Linked DNA regions of Muntiacus reevesi: region 1 is linked to region 2. A link is a contact called in public Hi-C data. All regions are on one chromosome and are shown on one strand. Each heading gives the region's core, a stretch centred on a gene start, on an enhancer-like site or on the middle of the called end of the contact. The rest is flanking DNA. Distances are from core to core; before and after follow the strand shown. Region 1 holds the start of GNAI3 (G protein subunit alpha i3). Region 2 holds the start of STRIP1 (striatin interacting protein 1).

What was found. Hi-C and Micro-C count contacts between places; a contact is called where the count stands out from the background.
Region 1: a contact with region 2 is called in a Hi-C map of blood, with 2.5 times the contacts expected there. The contact joins the promoter of GNAI3 here to the promoter of STRIP1 in region 2. A contact is called at or near these places in 2 of 3 Hi-C or Micro-C datasets (blood and muscle).

What each region holds. Positions count from the first base shown.
Region 1 is chr1:95,907,755-95,914,385 of mMunRee1.1, reverse strand. It overlaps GNAI3 (G protein subunit alpha i3), which reads left to right and starts at 2,159. Exons shown (of 9, transcript XM_065907370.1): 1 at 2,159-2,411. The coding sequence starts at 2,294.
Region 2 is chr1:95,426,883-95,433,346 of mMunRee1.1, reverse strand. It overlaps STRIP1 (striatin interacting protein 1), which reads left to right and starts at 2,303. Exons shown (of 22, transcript XM_065907232.1): 1 at 2,303-2,525; 2 at 4,912-4,981; 3 at 5,701-5,775; 4 at 6,198-6,332. The coding sequence starts at 2,346.

The DNA of each region.
Region 1 (6,631 bases), core at 910-3,409, 480 kb before region 2:
GATCAACTGGTAGACTGAGCGTTGCCAGCAGGTGGCAGTGTGAATCTAGTGGAAATAGGAAAGATGCGTGTAGGTGGGGAGGGGGAGCATTGCCTGGCAGCCATTTTGTTAATTATTTTGCCTTTTTCTTTGACTTTGCCCTCCAACCCTTCCTTTACTATATTCCAAAGGAGAAAATCTTGAGTGCAAGGGTATTGCTAATTTAGGCTGAAATCTCTTGACACTGTGACCTCCCTGGCATTTATTACAGAATTTGACATATGCTTTATGCTTTTTTGACATATGGTTTATTTGCATTTATTTTTCCCTGAGTTGATCATGAAAGAAATAAAATTTTCTCTTCTATTATGCTGAGAACTTTCCCAACAATTTCTGTCATGACCACCTTCCAGGAGTATTTTAATCACCAGGATCACTTGGTAAAGTTCCATATGTAATTCTTAAGCTTGTGAAAGCAGTTCCTAGGCAAAATTTGACTTATAAATCCACTGAAGAAATCAACAGGTTGAGAAAATTGTGCTCTCAAGTTATTTTTTCCCTCACCCCAGTGTTGTTGGAGTAACTCTCAATCCTAGATGAAAAGCTGTTGTCAGGACTCGCAGGTAACATCTTATAATGGCCTGGTAGAAAAGGAGCGAATTTGGAGTCAGTTCTACTTACTGTGTGAACTTGGAAAGATGCTTAATTTCTCTGGGCCTATTTGTTTATCTGTAAAAATGTGGATAACAACCCACAATCACAGGGTTGTTGTGAGGAATAAATGAGATGACAAATCGAAGTACCTAGCCATACCTGGCAAATAGGTACTCAATAAATATTGTTTTTCTTCTCCCCTTCTTCTTGCCCTTTCCCCCCATAAGTATTGATTATGGCAGAGCATCCCCCTATATTCTAAGTCACTAGGAAGAGTAGGAGATTTGGAACTTTGAAGAACTGGCATTGAAAAATTAAGGTGCATGAGGCTATTTAATGTGGTTTTCAAGAAATCCCTCTAATGATCATCAGTCACCGTATATATATCTTTCTGTTGGGATCTTACATTCTAAGGTCTAGGTTCGATTGGGGAAGTAATATTTAATCATAGGGAAAGATCCTGGGGGCTACAAGAGTTCCCCTCCCTAGAATGTATGGTGAATGTTTTTGTGGGGCTCTTTGGAAGTAACAGTAATGTAGGGCTATTTTCATCATAGAATCCAGGATTATGAGTAAAAAGACTTATCAGTGTGGGGCTTTCATAGGGGATTTATCAACATCCAGATGATACTATAGCTGAGAAACAAATTTTACTATGACTTCTCTTTTCGTGTGTTACCACAAAAGGAAATTTTAAAAGGAGATTCACAGGATGCACTGGTTTGTTTTAGGGTGTGGAACTTTGGTTGACTAATCTTGGTAGAAAGTCTTAAGCCCTTAACGCACGACAATATGTCAGCGCGCTAAATCTGGCTTGTGTGGGGGAAAGGCAGCATGGAAATTTCATGGAAGAACCACATTCTTACCTTTCAAGTAATGTAAGATCTGTTATCGATTTCAAGAGATTCTTTACCAACACAATAGCTGGGAAACTCTCAAGCCAACTGGGTACCAGTAGGTGAGCCAGAGGAGAGGGCAGAAAGGGACTGCAAAGTCCCAGGCATGGTGGGTCTTAACTTATTCCAGATGTGGAGCGTGACCGCGGCGAGGCCCAGACTCTGTAATTCTCATCCCATAACTCTGGTTGGGACGACGCCAACAGACAAACTACCCTACACTTGGCCTCAGATCTCCACCGCCAGAATTTAAATCGGCTTTCTGGCCAGTGAGAAATTCCCGCAGAAATTCCCGTGTGGGTTGAGGGCTTTTACTTGGGAATTCCCATTCCCCACGCCAATCGGCCGTGCGACCTCGGGAGGGTGCCTTGAACCGGAGAAACCAATCCCTGGTATCTCTATAGCCATCCAAATAAGACAGCCAAAAAGGTGAAAGGGGTCTAAAGTCGAGCGGCGCCCGGTAAGCTCGATAGGGCCGCCCTACATCGCGGAACCGACAGTCGGCGTCCTGCTCTCTCTCTCTCTCTCTCCGTACTTCCGCTTTTGGTCACGCCTCCTTTACCCCAGCTAGGGAGGTCGAAGAAGTAACGGCCGCGGGCGTTGCCGGAAGTGTCGTAAAACGCCGGATATCCGGTTCCTCTGGGCGCTCTGGGAGCTGACGGAGAGGGCCGCCGCCCAGCAGTAGACTCTATCTCTGCCTGCCAAGCCGCAGTCTTCGCGGTTTGTGAGTGAGCCCCGGCCCGGTCCCTTCTTCCGCCGCCGCCATGGGGTGCACGTTGAGCGCCGAAGATAAGGCGGCGGTGGAGCGAAGCAAGATGATCGACCGCAACTTGCGGGAGGACGGGGAGAAAGCGGCCAAAGAAGTGAAGCTGCTGCTACTCGGTGAGGGGCTGGGGGCGGGGCTGGCGGGGTGGTTTGGAGGGCCCAGGCACTTGAGAGTCCTAATGGGGGGTTGGTCCGGCGGGAGGAGAGGACCCCGAAGAATCTGGAGGGCGTGACGGACGTGGGGCGGGGTGTGGAGTTGGTGGCTGATGCCGGAGGGCGTGATGAGGGGGTGGGGTTTGGGGGTTGTAGGAATTAGGCTGGAAAGAGGGTGTGCCACCATGCTGGGATTGTGTTTAGCCGAAGGAGCTTCGAAATGTGGTCCAGTAGGACTTTGAGACTGTATTAGGAATATGGGAAAAGCTCATAAAGGAAGAGCTGATGTTAGAGAAAGTTTTTCAAGGGAAGGATTAGAGTGAGTTGGTATGGAGGACGGGAGAGTGTTGGGCTTGTATAATGGCTTGTGAGTTTGGAGCGTGGTGATACTTTATGACAGATTAGAGCTTGAATAATTAATATAAATAGAGAGAGGGGCTGGGACAGAGTGGTCACGTAGGACCCTGTCATTTATTAGAGAGTGGACATTTTGCGCTCTCGCTGAGGTGGAGGAACCCTGGGTTATCCAGGAACACAAAGGTGTATGGTTGAAATAACTGACAAGTTCTCAGGTGTAAAGGAAAAGAGTCTGAGTGTAGAGGCTGTGTGTACTTATCCACTATTTCCTATTATTTTTATTTTCTTAAGGTTTTTTTTTTTATAACTCCTTCCATTGTTTTTATAAAGGGGGAGCTGGTGTGAGCTGAGGATATTTAAGGACTGGCTTGTTTGAGGTTTGTGGCATGGGATGTGATGATGACAATAGATTACACAGTGGGAGTTGATGAATATTTGCTGGGGATGATGTGCAGTGGGAATGCAGTTATCTTAGGATAAATTATGGAATTGGACTTACTGTAAAAGATGGGTTAGTGACAAACTTCTGTTGAGCTGGGCTTTGTTGTTTGTTTCTCAAACGAAAAATACTGGCTTCAGGAATTACTGTTTATTTTACTTGACATTCGTTTTAAGTAGTTTTTGTGTACAGTCAGATGCATTTTACTCAATCTAGTTAGTTTTAGAATTTTTGAGAGATTGTTTTCTAGAAGCTCAGTGAATCATATAAAATACCCTGATGTCAGCTTACCAATAAATCAGGCCACATTTTTTTCTTCACTGTTAGTATTTTCTGGGGATCTGGTAGGGAAGAATAAGTGGAAGTAATGGTTTCTGTAAGCAATAGAACTTTGCTTTTTAAAACAGTTGATTTTTGGGAGAAAGAAGTTGTTTTAGGAGAAGTGCCAAATTTTTATGGTGTGAAGCTCCAGAGGACAGAATGCACCACCATAAATAACCCAGGGTTTATTTTGTACTCTAGGGTGTTCAGGGTGCCCATCCTAGTCTTTTCATGTTAATGTATTTGACAATTTGTAGATTGCAGAAGCCCTGGTAACAGCTTTTTGAATAAAGAGAGGAAGTTATGCACTGGAGCTTGAGCCTTCAGTTTGAATACTTGATCTTACAGAATGTATGAAAAAAAAAATCGAAGTTCCAAACTGCTACTCTTCCATACAACAGGTATCATTTGTGAATGAGCATGGTCCCTGATAGTAGTTAACCAGCATGTGCCAGCTACTGTTGGACATAGCTCCTTGGGACCTTTCAGATGTTTGATATTAACTATAGTACTCAAGGCATTAGCATTGTTTCTATTGATCAGTTGGTTATGAAAGTAAAGGTGTGTTTTTATCTTCTGTGATCATTTTGGTTTACATTCGTAATCAGAGATCCCCTCAGGCTATTAGGCTGTTGTAATACACAACTTTATAAATAGTGGATTTAATTAAAAACAAAATTAAACACATGATGACTTAGGAAATTTCAAAAGCAGTAGGTAAAAATCAAAGTACTACAGCATTTGCTTTTACTTTTTAATCAATTTCTTTGTTTTAAGTAAGTTATTTTTACATTCTTGAGCAAGTTAAATGAACAGATTCAAATAGGTTGCAGAGAGAGATGCATTTGCTTGAGTCATGACATAACACACATATGAAATTAAAGTTATCTTCCTTGCTATTTCTATAAACAAAATGCACTCATCACAGTATACAAATAATTTTGCTGTTGAATACCTCCTTTGATATACATGCAAGTCATTTTTACTTCCTCTGTTTTAAACTATCAAACTTGGTCTAGGTTGCAGTCATTGTTATTATTTTAACAAAATGAATGTTACCAATTAAAATTACTATAGAAATTCAGGAGGAATGCAGTATTTAATTCTTTCGTTACTTTTTGTTTAAATTTCTTTTAGATGTGTTATTGAGAAGCTCTTGATATACTAGTGTCTAATCATAATATTCTGTAAAAAAAACAAAATTTTGTTATACAGGGCTTCCTAACCAGAGTGTAGTGCATAGGAAGGCTTGCAGTGTGCTGTTTGCAAATGTTTTATGGTTTTGAAATTTTAAATCATTTTTATGATTTTAAATCATTTTGTGACTAATTTTTCAAATTTCACAGCAGTTAGAATGATATTTGAACATTTTTGGTATGATTCCACCAGTACACTTTCTGAATTTGGCAATTGAAAATATTTAATTTGGAAGATTTATACCAATTAGTGTTTAATATCATCTGTAACATTTTGTACTTTATTTTTCATATCATAATTTTATAATATAAAGAAAATGTATGTTATTTTCACCAGGTCCCTCCAGTTTACATTGGTAATCTATACAAGTATTATAATTTTAAGCGTGCAGCATGATGTGACCAAAGTTGGGAATCACTGGTGTAATGGATATGAGCACTGCTTTTGAAGTCACATAAAACTGAATTCAATTCCCACCTCCATTTACTAGCTGTGAGGCCCAGAGCGTGTAACTTAACCATAGGAGTCTTATTTTCATATGTAAAGTGAGGATGTGATAGTTATGTCCAAAGCTCAAATGAGATAATATATGTAAACTGTTTAGCAAATTAATATTAACTAAATGGTGACTTCTGTTATTACAGTGATTGGAAAACTTACCATTTTAGTTACTTTTTTCAAGGGTGTTTCAGACAGATATTTGATTACTTTTCAAATATTAATGAACCCTTTTCAAAGACCTCCAAAGAATTTTAATACAACTCTTTTGTGGTAAAAGGAATTAAACATTATCTTTTAGTTTTGTGAGTTATTGCATGATTTATTCCTCTGCTACCTCTATCCATTTCTTTTTTTTTTTTTTTTTTTAACCTCTATCCATTTCTTGATAGTTCCCCTTAGCAGATCTTGAGAAATCATTGTTATACAAAATGAAGTTAATGCTTTCTTCTTTAGGATTTTGCTGGTAGTGGCAGGGCAAAAATTAAGTCACATGCAGAGAACTGGAACCATCTAACTCACTTAAACCCTATATTTTATAATTTATTTACATTTAAGTATCTGCATGTTACTGACTGAATATGCTTGTTATTGAAAATCAGACTGTCTTTTGATAAATATGCTATTATTTTAAACTCTCACAAGATGATATTCTTGATAATGTTTGCCATTTATTTGGCATAAGATTCATAGACAGTTCTTTGATTTCTTGGGATTATGCATCTCATATCTGGGCAAAAGAAACTGGCATAAAAAAATAGAAATTCACATGCAAAAGTAGGTTGGTTTGTTTCTTATAAGAACTTGCTGTTCTTTGTGTCTTTTATTTGCATTCATCACTTCTGCAGTCTGAAAGTGTGGTATCCTTTTCAGCAGTTACAATATTGTGATCTTGCCTGAGTATCCTAATTCTGTAGTAAGTACAGGAATGACCATAGAGTTGGGTGCTTAGTACTTCTGGATTTGATGGGGCCTACAACTTTTTAATCGTTGCTGCAACTGTTTAGTTAAAAATCATTTTTAGCATATTAGATATTTTAGTCTATTAGACTACTACAGAAAATCTTTTAGTTTGGGGGCAGTTATCTCTGATAAAAGTAGTTTATTCTCTTACAGATGGTTGGTAAAATCTCAGACCTCGAACACTGTGCCCGTCACTCTGCCTCTCCCCTATGGTGTGCTGCTTCATGCTCTAGTTGCTTGGAAAGGAAAAGGGAGTGGATGAGTCCCTGCAGATATTTCCTCTTTTTCTTCCAACCCACTCTCTTCTTCCATAGGGTCTTTCACATCATGCCTTTAAAAAAAAAACAACACAAAAAACCTGGGATGTGTGTGCTCCTTAGAGCTTCAGAAGATCCATGAACTTTATAAA
Region 2 (6,464 bases), core at 1,054-3,553:
TATATCATAAGTACTTTCCTATGCCACTAAAAATTCTTAATATTAAACATAAATGTTAATGACTTCTCCATAGTCAATCTTTTACTTGCCCCATTACTTAGTTAGCTATTTTCTTATTGACTATTTTTCAAATTAGGTTGTACCAACTTTACACTATTGAAAATATCACTGCCTGGAAAATCATCACACAATATCTTTGTCTAAAGTTTTATCTCCTTAGAACTTATCACTAAATGTGGAATTACTGGGACTTTCCTGGTGGTCCAATGGTTAAGAATCCACCTTCCAGTGTAGGAGATGCAGGTTCAATCCCTGGTTGGGAAACTAAGATCCCATATGTTGGGGTGTAACTAAGCCAGCGTGCCACAACTACTGAACCCTTGCACCAAAGCTAGAGAAGGCCCTGTGCTCCAAGGACCCAGTGCAGCCAAAAACAATAAAAACAATTTTTTAAAGTGGAATTACTAAATCAAAATATTCCTTATTCTGAATGTAGCTGAAATAGTGTACTGTTCAAAGGTCTAAATTTTTCCCCAGGTGATACAACTTGTGGTAATAAGTCTTGGAACTTGATCAAAGCTTCTAAGCTTTTGGTCAGTCTTGGAATGTGACCAAATCATGGTCACTGAAGCTAGATGTCAGGTGTTTGGTTGTGCGGGGTTTGCTGGTATTATCTAAGAATTCTCTCTGCTTTGGTCCTTTCCCTGCAAATTCGTTAGTTTTTCCTATCAGCTCGAACCAGCTCAGCTTGGATGAAATGCTAATTTATAAAATATATTACTGGATTTGAAAAGGAACTGGACCAAAGGACAGGAACATAGGTAGGAGGAAGTACCAACATAGCAGCTTGGGATTTATTCATTATTTTGCAACAAAGACTTTTAAAGCAACTACCAGGTGGGACCTTGGCAGAAATCATTCAAGAGTTGCATCACAATGACTTTCCAAGAACTGAGCAGCCAAAATGTAGTTCTGGAGAGACAAGGATAAATAATATGCTTTTAAGGATTTCACAACACAGTGTCAGGTAATTACTACACATCACCTCTAAGATGTCAAATGGGCATCTCAAACATGACATGTCCAAAACAGACATTTTGATCTTCCAAACCTATTTTCCTCCAGTTTCTCTATTTTAATAAGCAATACAACCACCCACCCAGTTGCTCAAGTCAAAGATTTAGGACTCATTCTTTATTCCTTTCTATTCTGCTGATAGGATTCCAGTCTTTCAGCAGATCTACCTACACAATACAGAAATACCATATATCAACCCAATGTTCCAACCTGGCGTAAGACACCATCATTTGCATCTATATAGTCTCTGAACCTGTCCACCCTCACCTACTCTTGCAACACCCCAATCCTTTCTCCAAAAGCAGCAGAAGGTCAACACTTTCTGATGGTTTTCCATTTTACTTAAAATCCAGACTACTTTCTATGCTTTTCTAGGCCCTATTCTAATCTGGCCCCAGCACTTACATGGCCCTCATCTCCTACTGTTCTTCTGGCTCACTCAGTTCCTGCCAAGCCACCTAGGAGGCCCTGCAGTTAGCTGGTCCCTCTGTCTGGATATCCGTGGATATTGGCGTGGCTCTCCCTCACTTCTTTCAGAACTCATTCAAAATCACTCTCAGCCCCTTCTTTCCTGAGCAGCCTACCCAACATAGCCCAGCCGTACCTCGATCACTGTCACCTTCCAATGCCTTACACTTTTTTTCGTTTCTTCTCAGCACTTATTTGTCTAATATATTTGTGAGCGCATTGTCTGGCTCACCCACAGGCTCTATGTTATATATCATTTCACTTTTTTCATTAGTGTAGGAACTTGATTTTGTTCCCCATTCTCTCACACTGCCTGAAGTCTAGGAGACATTCGTTAAATGTTTGTTGAAAGTATGATTAAAAGAATGGCATAAGTGTAATTGTTTCATTGATTTACTCATTCGTTTCCCACATCTCCCCCGTGAAGGTAATCTCCATGAAGGCTGGGATCGTGTCCATTTTGTTCTCTACAATATCCCCCAAGCTTTGGACAGAGCTGTGAAAGTAACAAGTGCAAAGCGATGTTAAAGGAAAGAGAGGGGTTCCACTAAACTGGCTGAGGGGTTAAGCGAGGCTTCTCAGATAAAAAAAGATCTCTAAACTGGAAACGAAACAGAAACTACAACAGCGGTAAAATTTCACACAGGGAAAATCTCGCGAGGTGTTGGGCAGTCAAGATGGCTCTGGCATTTGCCGCCACACTTAATATGGCGACCAGGGCGCGTTCCGAGAGGAAATCACGCGAGAATTGCATCCCAGCCATAGTCAGTGAATTGAGCCGGGGGTGTGGAGCCACCAAGATGGAGCCGGCAGCCGGCAGTCCCGGACCGCTGATCATGAACAACAAGCAGCCTCAGCCGCCGCCACCTCCGCCGCCTGCAACCGCGCAGCCTCCACCTGGGGCACCGCGGACCGCCGGAGGCCTCCTGCCTGGTGGCAAAGCCCGAGAGTTCAACCGCAACCAGAGAAAAGACTCGGAGGTCAGGAGCTTCGGGGGGCGAGGCTAGCACCAGGCGGGCGGCGCCGGTGGACCCGGGCTCCTGTTCGGGGCCACTTTCGGGTCCAGGCTGGGTTTCTTGGAGGGTTCGGCAGGGGAGTTGTCATTTACAGTGAAAGGAGCAGGAAGCAAGGCTGGCATCCCCGGGGGTCGGAGGAGCGAAGCTGGGGTCCCCGCCCCGAGCTCTGCCGACCGGGAGAAGCTCCCGGAGCCGGTATCGGCTTTTCTGAGGCCCGGGCTGTGGGCGCGGCCTCCGGGCCCCAACCCCTGGGAAGTCCGCCCCCTGCCCCATTTCTCGGGTGAAGAGTCGGTGATCTGCGTGCGCTCTAGAGGGCGGGGCGGCTACACCCCCGACCCCGTAATCATCTCCAGCTTCTGGTCCTATGGGTTCCGCCGCGCACGGTGGAGGGCGTGTGTGGGCTGGGAAGGGGCTGGCGAGGGTTGGGAAGGCCCCTCCGAGAAGGACTGAGCTAATTAATCAACACTAATAGTATCAATACTACGCGCCTGTAGGTCGCGATGGTTGGAAAGGCGAGCAGTCTTGTTGTGCTCTGACCTCAGCCACTGCAGATTCAGGCCACGGTTAGACAGTGCCGGGTGGTCAGTGTGCCCAGATCAGGAATAATTTAAACAGGTGTTGGGGCTCAACATCTCTCTTCTCTCGTTCGTGGGCTGTTCCTCCCATTCTGGAGACACCGTAGTCTGGAGCTGACTAGTCACCTCACCCCGAGTTAAAGAATTACTCCCACTGCATTCCATTGTAGAATTCATGAATGAAGACACACACGGTAGCAGCGTTTTAGGGCTTCTTAATCAGCATGTTCCCAGAGCACTTACTAGGAAATTTCTTTCACCTGAGACAACCGCGAGGCTGATGAGCAATCAGGTGCTTATTAATAAGAGGGCATTTTTTTTCCTTGTCCAGATATAATGTATCAGGTCATACCTGAGTGATGATGCTATCTTCAGACACCTGAAATCAGTACCTCTCAAGCTCTTGGTTTTTGTTGGCAAGAACAAACTTCTGGTAAAATATTAAAATTTGACAAGTTCCAGTCAGATACACTTTGAGCTGGACGTGAATTATTTGAAAAAGCAATGAAACTGACCTTTTAGTAGTCCTTGCATGATGGGCTGATTTTGCACATCACTGGTGACTTCTTAATAATTTTTCAAGTATGGAGGATTTTAAAAGTGGTAGGAGTGAATCCACTTTCATCGTCAGAGGCATCATAGTTTTTAAATAGTTAACAATTTTCCTAAGTGTTTCCATTAAATGTACTTTCTACCCTTTAATTTCTATGTAGATTCAACACATGGAAGGTTATTCTGTGAACACATTTAAGCTGAGAGACCTGTCAAAATCTATTTTCTTAGAAATACTGATACAGCTCTTTTTTGAGTCAAAGCTGAAATCAGTAGCTGGGAGCCTGAGGCATGCCTGCAGGACAGGGAGGCAGGTATTTGCTGAGAGCCCACTGTGTGCTATATCATTTTGATTAGTCCTTAAAAAACCTTCAAGATAGATTTTTGTCATCCTCGTTCCATAAATGACAAAACTGAGGCTCAGGAACTTAGGAAAGTGTGCAGTCTGATGCCTCTGAATAAGAAGTAGAGTTATTTATGTTATTCATGTTTGAGGGCATTTTATGTCATTTTGTGGGTGGTCATTGTCTTCCCAAGTAGATTATAATTAAGCTGAGGACTACCTTTTTCTTCACCTCTTCTCTTTTCCCAGAACAAGGCTTCCCAGATGGTGTGTTCTCAGTACTCACATATTTCCAGCAGTAGAAAGATTCTTTGCCATAATCTCTCCTGTGTGTGGGAGGGAAGCCATTTCTGTTCAGCTGCTGCCTTCTTTGTCAGTTCTTGCTGAAATTTGAGAGAAAGGCAGGAAGACTGAGGGTGTCAACACTTATTTTGTACTGAGCTGTTGATAGCCCACTAGCCAGAAAGAAATGAGGCTTCTAAAATCATTGCACCATGTGGAATGATCATTTTACTGCATGGAACACATGGAAGCTTTAGTGTTCATTTATCCAACAAGTATTTATTTGAGTATACACTCTTCATTCAGTCATTCATGCCAAGTACTGTGCTGGGCATTGTGAAATCATTGGTGAGAAGAATGGACACTAAACGGATGCATATGAGTTACGGTAAGTGCCATGAAGAAGTAGTGCAAGGTACTCTGAGAGGGCTTGGTAGGGAGAGCTGAACTAACCCAGAAGACAAAAACATTGTGATAAAAGGTCAGAAAAGTGAAGGCGATGATGTCTTGTAACACAGTGGTGTCTCTGGAAGCATGTGTGTTTGTTCCTTTGGAAAACACTCACAGTGATCTTTTACATAACTCCTTTTCTCAACAGGGCTATTCTGAGTCTCCAGACCTGGAGTTTGAGTATGCTGACACAGACAAGTGGGCTGCAGAGCTCTCAGGTAAGGCAGAGACTGTCCATTATTTGGTCTTTAATAAAATTGAGAGTGAGTGTCATTTTGGAGTTCTTTTTGTCTCCTGGTTAGTACTAGTAATGATATGTTTATATAAAATTTATTATTAGATTCAAGCCCTTTGTATCTCATAACTTTGATTTGTCCTTTACTTTTATGAAACATCTCCACATGGTCAACTCAATTGGCTGTGGCCCAGTCCCACTATGGACATTGATGTTCTTTGGCCATACACAATCCCCCTGACAGTGGTCTCTCCTCGAACAAGGAGTCCTGAGGAATGCCAGTGAGTGGGTCTACCTCTGTGCCCATCCGTTGCTGCCGCTGCTGCTCATATGTAGTATGAAGTCAGCCCGAGCTGCTTCTCAAGCCTCCATAGTACAGACCCTGTTCTCATGCCCCTTGAGAGAGACATGTTCATGGTGGCAGTCAGCCTTTGGCATGGCATGGTGGGATCAATGCACATTGGACTGGAAATGCCAGGCTTTATGCCAGGCTTTATGCCCTTTTGGCTGCAAGGGTAGTCAGCATTCTGTTGTCCACATTAGAGCACTGAGACCCCCCCTTAGTAATTAGATAGCATCATCCAGGAGTCACTATGACTCAGGGACAGAGTTGGGCCTGGAAGCAGACATCTTACCTTCTCTGCTACTTGTGACCCTGCTATGGGACATGGACATGGAGATAATAACCTTTTTTCTTGATAGAGCTCTATAGCTACACGGAAGGACCAGAATTCCTGATGAATCGCAAATGCTTTGAGGAGGACTTCCGGATGCACGGTGAGACGATTCCCCTACTTCTTGGCTCCTTTCACCCTGCATCCTGAGAGCTACAGGTTTCTCTTAGTCATCTGAATGACCTCAGTCATCCTGGAGTGGCCTGAGAAGCCTGCTGAACCGTGGTTATTCAAGGCCAGATGTGACATGTAGGGTGGGCTTGCAGGTACACTGGTGGGGGATTTTCAGAAGTGTGTATCATGGGGGGAACTTTATGTAATTAAAATTGCACCCAAAATAGCAGTATTTCAATCACACTTCAAATTCATGGGGCAGTGGTGTGACCCCCTCCCTTATGTAAGGAGTAATTTATCTTTCTGAGCTTCTGGTCCTGTGGCAGTCCTGAATTTGATGGGTTAACATGGTGTCTGTTCCACTGGGAGGATTTTTCCAGGCTCCAATCTAAGCAGTCTCTCTCCCGGCAGTGACAGATCGGAAGTGGACTGAGCTGGACACCAACCAGCACCGCACCCACGCCATGAGGCTGCTGGACGGCCTGGAGGTCACTGCCAGGGAGAAGAGGCTCAAGGTGGCTCGGGCGATCCTCTACGTTGCCCAAGGTACTGAGTGGACACCCAGGGACCCCTGACGCCAGCTTCAGTGATGCTGTCCAGTCAGCTGTGGGGAGGGGCACAGCAAGCCGTGCCTTGTGTCTGCTGCCCGGTCAGATGCAGGCAGGAGCGCAGTGAGCC